Regions from separate parts of the Sus scrofa genome. Here region 2 is linked to region 1. A link is a contact called in public HiChIP or PLAC-seq data. All regions are on one chromosome and are shown on one strand. The core of a region is the stretch at or near the end of the contact, and the rest is flanking DNA. Distances in the headings are between cores, read along the strand shown. Region 1 overlaps TRIM24 (transcription intermediary factor 1-alpha). Region 2 has its middle 46 kb from the start of TRIM24.

Region 1 (4,924 bases), core at 1,054-3,553:
CTCTGGCTGCTCTCGCATTCAGCAGTGCTGGGAGACGTTTTTGATCGTCGCGCCTGGCAGCGAAGTATGGACAACTGCTGCTCCTCCTAATAACTGGTCGAGACCAGGGGTGCTGCTAAACTTTCCACGGTGCACACGCAGCCCCCCATCGCAGAATTATTTAGCCTGAGATGTCAGTAGTGTTGAGGTTGAACAGCCCTGCTCGTTTAAGGGCACTTAGGCTCCCTACTGTTTTATGTCCTTTCATTATGTTTCCAGTTTCAGTGCAGTACTGAGAACATTCAGTAGGAATTCCATAGTTGATGAATTTGTTTGATGAAGCTGTATGATTTCCTCCTCAGGACCTGTTACCATGACAGGTGTACACCCACCAATACGTTCACCGAGTGCCTCCAGTGTTGGGAGCCGAGGAAGGTAAATTGACTTACTCGTGAGTCCACACGGTCTGTAACTAGTCTTCTCTTGCCATTGCTCAAGTAATGGGTTAAGGAATGGACAGTTTTATCTGTGAAGATACAGAAACCCTTGTGTGTGTTGACAATGAGAAAATATGTTTGGTGTTAGCGTAACAGCAAGGAAAAAACAAATGAGTATGTGTAATACACTGCAATGTGTAGAAACATCCACAAATAAAAACTTCGGGAAAACACATAATAATCTTAGGCTAACTTTGGTGTTGCGACTTTTCTAATGACCGAACATCGATTTTGTTTTACAATAAATTCATTGCAGTTGTTGAAATGTTATTTTAACTCACTGCTTCACATAACCACTCATAGACTGAACCTGATTCTTATTTTCTAACCATAGGAAGGAAGCATATGCAAGGGGGGAAGTTTGCCTTCAATCTTGTGAGAACATAGTAGCCATCTGTAAAAGGCTTTTGTCTCACTGGCTTTTTTAAAATAGTTGAACACCAATAAATTATGTCCCTAGTTAATTCTCTTCACACTTTGTGACAATAAATCTTTAACGTGAGCTAGAAATCTCTGTCACTGACCCGCAAAGGAAACTGGAAAACCTAAAAAAAAAAAAAAAAAAAAAGATGCTCGTTCTAAGATCTGCCCAATTTTAGAGCCTCAGGATATTGAAGTCAGTTTTCCTTTAACATAGGTTTTATATAAATTTATTGAAATATCTTTCCAGGTATATAATGTAACTGTTTATTTAGATAAGTTAATAGGTAGAACATCTTTTATACATTAATTAAACTGTTTTGCATACAGGAGATGCATTATCAATTCTGTGTCACTTATTGCTAATGTAATATAGTTACCATTGCTATGAAGATGCAGGATTATTCCCTAAAGCTCTTGTTATACCTTGCTTTGAGATATTTAAAGTAGCATTCTTAGATTTTTTTTTCTTAGTCTTTCTTTTTTCTTATACTTTCAGCTCTGGCTCTTCCAGCAAACCAACAGGAGCTGATTCTACACACAAAGTCCCAGTGGTCATGTTGGAGCCAATCCGAATAAAACAAGAAAACAGTGGACCACCTGAAAATTATGATTTTCCTGTTGTTATAGTGAAGCAAGAATCAGATGAAGAATCTAGGCCTCAAAATGTAATTATATTATGATTGCAATACTATTTCTATTTGAGGGGTATAAGAGGAACTTTTAAATAGCTCATAGGAAATAAAAAGCAAGGAAATAGTCTGAAGGTTGCAGAATTTGAGGAAATCTCTCAGTAAATTAAAACAAAAACATGGATGGAAAACAGAAGATTCTAAAAGCCTCCAGAGGAAAAAACATCTTATTTAATGGATTAGACATCGTAATGTCACCACATCCTCAGCACACACTCAAAGCTGGAAGACAGTAGAGAAATAGCGGACTTGAGAGGACAGGTATTTTGTAGCCAGGATTTTGTACCCAGGCAAATTATCAACTATGTGTAAAGATTAAATATTTTTAGACATGCATGGAGAGTCTCAAAATTGTAATTCCATGCACTAATTCTCTGGAAGATACTTGAGGATATGCTTCATCAAAAATGAAGTAAACCAAGAAAGAGGAAGCCATAGGATCCCAGAAATGGCATCTAATATAGAAGAAAGGCAGAGACGGGGTAGCGAGTCCCCAGCACAGTAGCTCCGCCAGGACCCCCCTGTAGAAGGAGGATGGAAGACTCTGCCAGGGCTATGTTTCAGGGGAGAATAATGTTTTGACAATATTGAGAAGCAGCTTAAAGCCCTGTTGGAGACAGAATGACTTCAAGATAGACATCTAGAAAGAGAGATAAGTGGATGATTGACTCATAAGAAAAACAAAAAGATGAAAAAGGAAGTGCAGTAACCATACATTTTGTGGTTATGCAATAAACAGTATTTATATGTAGTCATCATGATGTGAACAAATACCTTAATACAAATTTACCTAAAATATAAACCTATACCTAAATATAACCTAAACATGCATTTTGACCAAAATTGATTTTTCGGAATACTTAACCAGTACAGAAGTGTTATTGACCAGTGGGAATTGATGCTGGCTATAAACAATTAAACTGGCACCCACCAACAAAGGAAACCAGTGCTTAATGAAACTGTGTTAAGAGGATGTTATGAATGGGTGTATAAGTGTGGGTAAGGAGGGTGTGGAGAGCCAGGAAGGAAGAAATGTAATCTCCCATTCTAGGGGAAATATGTATATTTAAAACTGAAAATATATTTCAAATTGAAAGCCTGAGAATTATAATATAACCCTATATACCCTGTTATTTAGAAATATAGAAGTAATTAGCAGAAGAAAAAGCTAAATAATTTGGAAATAATTGCCTCTAAGGAATGATGTCATATACCCATGCTTTTAACTAAATCTCCATTTATTACTTCAGATTTTAAAACTATTTAATGATATAATAGATTCTGTTATTAATTTGGAGTTTTCACCATCCTAGGTTCATTAATGGCTCTTAGAGGAGTGAAATTACTTCTAAGGGTTTAAAGCAGTATACCTTTTTATTTTATTTATTTATTTATTTATGTCTTTTTAGGGCTGCACCCAAGGCACATGGAGGTTCTCAGGCTAGGGGTCCCATCGGAGCTGTAGCCACCAGCCTGTGCCACAGCCCCAGCAACACCAGATCTGAGCCATGTCTGTGACCTACACCACAGCTCGAGGCAACACTGGATCCTTTTCCCATTGGCCAGGATAGGAATTCCACCTTTTTATGAATGACAAAAAAATTTACAATAGGCATGTTTTGTGTTTAGGTAATTGGAATTAACAGTTATTATAAGGCGTATTTACAGCTCATGTGAATGACTTCTGTACTACCCCCCTATTCTTCCACTTCTTAACCATCAGCAGATCCAAACGTTTTTCTTCTGTGTTTTCCATACCTCCTCACTGTTGCTGATCTGTTCTGAAGATATTTTTCAGTTGCGGCCCCTGTCTGTACCATTAGGGACAGTTAGCTGTAAGCATGTTCTGGTCTCATGCAGAGTCACACATTGCTTTGAACGAGCCGGGGGCTTAGGAGTGAGCGGTCTGCTGTCCAGAAGCGTAGTCATGCTCAGAAAACAAGAGCATGCCCATTTCAGAAATGCACACATGGGTGTTCCCTCTTGCCTTTGCAGACCAACTATCCAAGAAGCATACTTACGTCCCTGCTCTTGAATAGCAGTCAGAGCTCTGCTTCTGAGGAGTCTGTGCTAAGATCAGACGCCCCTGATAGCACAGGAGATCAACCTGGGCTTCACCAGGAAACTTCCTCCACTGGCAAGTCAGAGTGGCTGGATGCCTCCCAGAAGTCCCCCCTTCTTGTTGGAGAGACAAGGAAAGAGGACGACCCCAATGAGGACTGGTGTGCAGTGTGTCAGAACGGAGGGGAACTCCTGTGCTGTGAGAAGTGTCCCAAAGTATTCCACCTGTCTTGTCACGTGCCCACGCTGGCAAATTTTCCGAGGTAAGAGAGCTCTTGCTTCTCTTTCTTCTGTACCTTCTCTCACTATAATAACCACAATAAAGTTTTGATGAGCAGTGTAACATAAAAACCCTGTAAAAAAAAAAAAAGCAAGTCTATGTGGCATAAATTCATACTCCAAAATTTTTCAACATACAGTTTCCCATCCCCAGTACTTCTCTCAAAAACCTACTCTGTTTTGACAAGAAAAAACAACAAAAACAAAAACTGGCCCTTTTAAAGGGGGTTACGTTACCATAGAGAACAATGGTCCTTATGCACAGCAACTGCCATAGTTTAGTGCATGCCAGGCATTGAGCTGTGTTATTATATCCTTGTGGTTTGTTTTTGTTTTTTTTGTTTTTTTTCTTTCTTTTTTTTTTTTTTTTTAAATGGCTGCTCTTGCAGCATATGGAACTTCCTGGGCCAGGGACCGAATCGGAGCCGCAGCTGTGACCTCCACCACCGCCGTCAGATTCGTAACCTGCTGCACCACCGCGGAACTCCACAGATAGACGCTGTGACATGAAGAAGATCCACTGGGTTGACCTTTTAGTTCTTTCAAGGCTGCACTTTTAAGAATTTACGTTATAATTTCAAAGTTATGACAGTAGAACCAAGAGCGCTTCTTTTTCTTGGAAAAAGAGCTTGTCACTTGTGCCTCACATCACCCATAGATTAATGTGTGTGTTCACTTGTGTTGTTTACTTCGTGTATGTATTTCATGCCTCCTTAACTAGACTAACATTTACCACTTCAGCTCTTGTGTTGTGCTTCTGCTGTTAAGCTCTCAGCATGGTGCCATGTACATCGTGTGTATGTGGTAAATCCTCAGGGCTTAAAATTTATGCCAAACAAGTAATGGTGTATCATGGATGCCGTGGAGGAGGTGGGATTAGGGAGAAGGTGAAGACAGAAATGATGCATTAAGAACTCAGTCAAATGCTTTATCCCCAACAGTGGAGAGTGGATTTGCACTTTCTGCCGAGACTTATCCAAACCAGAAGTTGAGTAT
Region 2 (4,924 bases), core at 1,376-3,875, 130 kb before region 1:
ACTTTCTTAACAGTCTTAAACTGTTTAGTCTAACGATATTCCAGGCCCCAGGAAGAAATTACTTTGACCCCCATTCTTGACTCCCATAAGTGAAGTCTCTTAGCAGCTAGGAGATAAAAGTTCTTGAGCTGCATATACCAGTAGTTTAACAGGAATCTTATCAGTGATTGTACTTCACTTCAAGTGGCCCTTTTCCAATCAGTGTCCAGTCCATTTTTCTTCTCTTTGCACATTATACACTTTCAGTGCCGCATGGCCCTCTGGGTCCAGACTGCACTTTTCAATAGCCATTTAAAAACTGTTCTTCCTCCGAGCCCAGCAAAAAGAGAGTGTATCACAAAAAGAGAGATCACAGCTACACCAAGCCGAAGTCTACAATGTGTGATTCTCCTCTTTCAATCCTGAGAACGTTGTCCTAGCAACAGACTTTACTAACCTGCTCTATTTCTCCTCTTAAAGCCTTTGAAGTTAGTCCTTCCTCCCTCCCTGCCTTTGAAGTTATTTTTAATAGAATCCTATCCATTAGCTATTAACTGCCCTAGCAGACTTCTGAACACCCCAGAAATTTCTGTTCCTCCCTCCCCGAAAAACCTGGGGCTCTTTTCTGAGCCGCACTAACAACCATAGGCACGCAGCTTCACGGGATTATTGCCCAAAGTGTTAGTGTGACTAACTAGCCAACCAGCATCTCCTGAACATTTCCTACATTCTGGCCACTTTGCTAGGCTCTACTAATAGAAGAATGAAGTGCAGTCTTTGACCTCCGTAGTTTCAGTCTAGCGCGGTCTGATCTTCTAAACCTGACCTACACAGTGTAAGAGCCATGGCCTCACATGGTGATGGAGCATTTGAAGTATGGAAGGTGCAAACTGAGGTGTGTCATAAGTGTAATATCCCCACCAGGCTTTGAGGACTTCGTATGTAAAAAATGTAAAATGCTTCATTAATAATTTTTATGCTGATTACATGCCTGAATGATCATGTTTTAGATATATACTCTTCCTTTTGCTTTTTTTTTTAAGTGACTACTAGGGAAATTTAAAATGACATATGCCTCACAATATATTCCTGTTGGATAGTGTTGTTCTCCATGTAAGTGTTGAAATTATCTGAAAAACTTGTTAAAATATAGATTGCAGGTCCTACTCCTTATCTGACACTAAATCAGAATATCTGAGCAGGAGTTCCCACTGTGGCAGAACAGGCTCAGCAGTGCCTCTGCAGTACCAGAACCCAGGTTTGATCCCCGCTTGACACTGTGAGTTAAAGGATCTGGCATGCCACAGCTGTGTGGAGTCACAACTGCAGCTCAGATCTGATCCCTGGCCTGGGAACTCCATATGCAGCAGGGTAGCCAAAAAAAAAAAAAAAAAAAAAAAGAATATCTGAGTAATGAGGTTCAGGAATAAGAATTTTCAGAGTCCCCATTGTGGCTCAGTTTGTTAAGAACCCGACACAGTGTTGAGGATGTGGGTTCAATCTCTGACCTCACTCAGTGGGTTAAGTATCTGGCATTGCCACATAGGTTGCAGATGTGGCTCAGATCCAGTGTTGCTGTGGTGTAGGCTGGCAGCTGCAGCTCTGATTTAACCAGTAGCCTGGGAACCTCCATAAGCTGCAGGAGCGATTGTAAAAAGAGAAAAAAGAAAAAAGAAAAAAAGAATAATAATTTTCAACAAATATACCAGGTAACTCTTATGCACTTCTAAGTTTAAGACTCACCAGCCTTTTAGGGAAGTTCCCTGGTGGTCTAGAGGTTAGGATTCAGTGCTTTCACCACTGCGGCCCAGGTTCAATCCCTGGTCTAAAAACTAAGATCCCATATTAAGCCACTGAATGCTGCAGCCAAAAAAAAAAAAAGAGAGAGAGAGAGAGAAAGAAAGAATCACTTGACTACTAAACTTGGACCCAAGAGTTATTCCTATTCCAATTCAGTTTTTTTTGGTCCTTTTCTAGGGCCATGCCTGCGGCATATGGAAGTTCCAGGCTAGGGGTCAAATCAGAGCTGCAGCCGCCGGCCTACACCAGAGCCACAGCAACACCAGATCTGAACCATGTCTGTGACCTACACCACAGCTCATGGCAACGCCGGATCCTTAACCCACTGAGTGAGGACAGGACTCAAACCTGAAACCTTATGGTTCCTAGTCAGATTCGTTAACCACTGAGCCAAGACAGGAACTCCCCAAATTCATTTATTAACATGGTTGCAGATGATGAAGAAGCTAACTGACGGTTGAGAGAGGTTCCTTTAGTGAGTCCAAAGTGGTTTGGCACCATCCCAATAAAGAAGAGGGGAAAAACAGCATCCTTTGATCTGTAACTGAGCATGCCAGGCACAGTCACTCTCAGGTACATTACCCGGTGTTCCTATGCCAGGGGCAGGGACTTTAATGAGAGAAAATGTAAATGGAGCTGTGGTCGTACACTGTCTTCACCTCCTGGCTTTCCAGCTTGATGGGTCCAAGTGAAAACAACTTGAGTACATAATCCCAACCTTCTCATTTTGAGTGTTTTTGTGTTTAAGCACCTGATAAAAACCATCAACATGTCTTCACAAATACTGAGGTTCCCCTGTGTACCAGGAAGTGTGTGTGAAGGGCTGGCTGTGGTGAGACGAACTGCTGGTTCCTTCTCAGTATCTGTTCTTACTTTCGTTCTTAGTCAGAGATTTTCAACTGGTTGCATAGCCAGGCAGAACACCAAAAAGAATTCTACATTTTCTTTGATGCTTTTCAAATAGGTATGGCAACGTGACCAAGTTCTAGCCCCAGGAATATAAGCAGAAATATCACATGGCAACAAGAATTTCCCTTAGTAGATAGTTGGCACTTCTGCTTTACCCATTCTTTTTTTTTTTTTTTTTTTTTTTTGCACCTGCTTCATATGGAGTTTCCCAGGCTAGGGGTCTAATCAGAGCTGTAGCCACCAGCCCAAGCCACAGCCACTGCAACGCCAGATCCAAGATGCATCTGCGACCTACACCACAGCTCATGGCAATGCTGGATCCTTAACCCACTGAGCAAGACCAGACATTAACCCGCATCCTCATGGTTACTAGTTGGGTTCATTACCGCTGAACCGCAATAGGAACTCCTGCTTTGCCCATTCTTTCTCTCTTCCTCACCCTGCTGCCCACACTATGAATAAAACCATGGCTCCATCTTTGACCATGAGCTCAAGCCACTTTTTTTTTTTTTTTTTTTTTTTTTTTTGTCTTTTGTCTTTTGTTGTTGTTGTTATTGCTATTTCTTGGGCCGCTCCCGCGGCATATGGAGGTTCCCAGGCTAGGGGTTGAATCGGAGCTGTAGCCACCGGCCTACACCAGAGCCACAGCAACGCGGGATCCGAGCCGCGTCTGCAACCTACACCACAGCTCACGGCAACGCCGGATCGTTAACCCACTGAGCAAGGGCAGGGACCGAACCCGCAACCTCATGGTTCCTAGTCGGATTCTTTAACCACTGCGCCACTACGGGAACTCCCTCAAGCCACTTTTTAACTGCAATGGGGAAGTAAGGTGGAAGTAGCTTGAATTCCTGAGGATTTTGTATAGAGCCATGGTATCAGCCTTAGACAGTCTTCCTCTGGACATTGAGCTATATCTTGTTTAAGCTAATGTTATTTGGGGATTTTCTGTTACTTGCAGCTGAATTGAATCCTAACTGACAAACATTTCAATTTAAACCTGCAGTAGTACTACAAACTCCAGTGCTTGAATTTTAGCTCGTATACTCTGGTCACATCTATATTGCATCTCTTCAGTGGAGATCTCCAGCTCCTGATTCATAATATGTTTTCCAGTTTTGCAGCCTAATCAGTTAGAAAAGTTTCACAGGTTTTCCTATTAATGTTGAATCAACCTCTCCCAAGCTTATGCCTCCTAAACTGAATACTAAAGTTTCTCACTATCAACAAAAAAGTTAACCAATGTTCAATCTATGAAAGAAATAGAAAATTTTGGAGTTTCCCATCATGGTGCAGCAGAAATGAATCTTACTAGGAACCATGAGGTTGTGGGTTCAATCCCTGGCCTCACCCAGTGGGTTAAGGATCCAGCATTGCTGTGAGCTGTGGTGTAGGTCACAGACACGGCTCAGATGTGGCGTTGCTGTGGCTCTGGCGCAGGCCAGCAGTTGTAGCTCCAATTAGATCCCTAGCCTGGGAGCCTCCATATGCTGTGGGTGCGGCCCTAAAAAACAAAAAACAAAAGAAACAAACAAGAAAAAAAAAGGAAAATTTTATTGAAGCCAACATGAGGAGACAGTGTTTCAGAAAGCTCTGAGGAGTCTTCCATCCATCAGAGGTCAAAGGATTGTTACATACATTTTTTGAGACAAAGGCTTATACATGAAAAGATGTGTTGACATTTTATACACAACAGACAAGTTACGAGAGGTTACCAGGAAAAGCACAGTTATAAAGTGAGTAGTGAGTCACTGTGACTCCTTTCAAGGTTAAGAAGGAAGGTTATCTCCTAAGGAGGTCTGATGGAGGCAGGTGCACAATATCCACTAAAGGGGAGGGAGGAGACCCAAATGGGCAGAGGGAAAAAAATTATGTTTGAATTTCCCTTGTCTTGCCAAAAATACGAATTTCATTTCCTCATCGCTACATGTCATCTGTTAATCTCAACTTAGACTTCTTGCGGCTAATTTTTTTTTTTCATTTTTTTTATAGCAATGTTACTAGAGGCAAAAAAGAAAAGTGTCCATGAAAGTGATACAGGGTTTTTTGTGATTTGTAAATGAGAGTGACCCTATCTTAGTTGTCACTCTTTGTCTTGCACTCCACTTCCATATGAGTATAATGACTCCTCTATTCCTTATGTTTCTTTGATATCCTTTTACTTGGCATATAGGTGCCACCAGGGATAGGCTTTGCTTGCTCCTCTCAATTTACTCTCCCCCTGTCTTTACCCACT

Evidence for each region. HiChIP or PLAC-seq counts read pairs in DNA pulled down with a chosen protein or histone mark.
Region 2: an H3K27ac HiChIP or PLAC-seq map of alveolar macrophages shows a contact between it and region 1. The contact joins two enhancer-like sites. A contact is called at or near these places in 1 of 47 Hi-C or Micro-C datasets (embryonic fibroblasts) and 1 of 2 datasets of contacts at active chromatin or transcription factors (alveolar macrophages).

Annotation. Positions count from the first base shown.
Region 1 is chr18:11,062,595-11,067,518 of Sscrofa11.1, reverse strand. It overlaps TRIM24 (transcription intermediary factor 1-alpha), which reads left to right. Exons shown (of 19, transcript XM_021079187.1): 13 at 342-414; 14 at 1,396-1,564; 15 at 3,584-3,912; 16 at 4,870-4,924. Among named protein-coding and RNA genes, the nearest start is that of TRIM24, 87 kb to the left of the region's middle. Within about 2 kb of position 2,303, at least 1 of the 83 cell types and tissues checked has an H3K27ac peak or open chromatin away from gene starts, as enhancers often do. A contact at or near this core is called in alveolar macrophages, where this site is marked.
Region 2 is chr18:11,195,547-11,200,470 of Sscrofa11.1, reverse strand. No RefSeq gene overlaps it. Among named protein-coding and RNA genes, the nearest start is that of TRIM24, 46 kb to the right of the region's middle. Within about 2 kb of position 2,625, at least 11 of the 83 cell types and tissues checked have an H3K27ac peak or open chromatin away from gene starts, as enhancers often do. A contact at or near this core is called in alveolar macrophages, where this site is marked.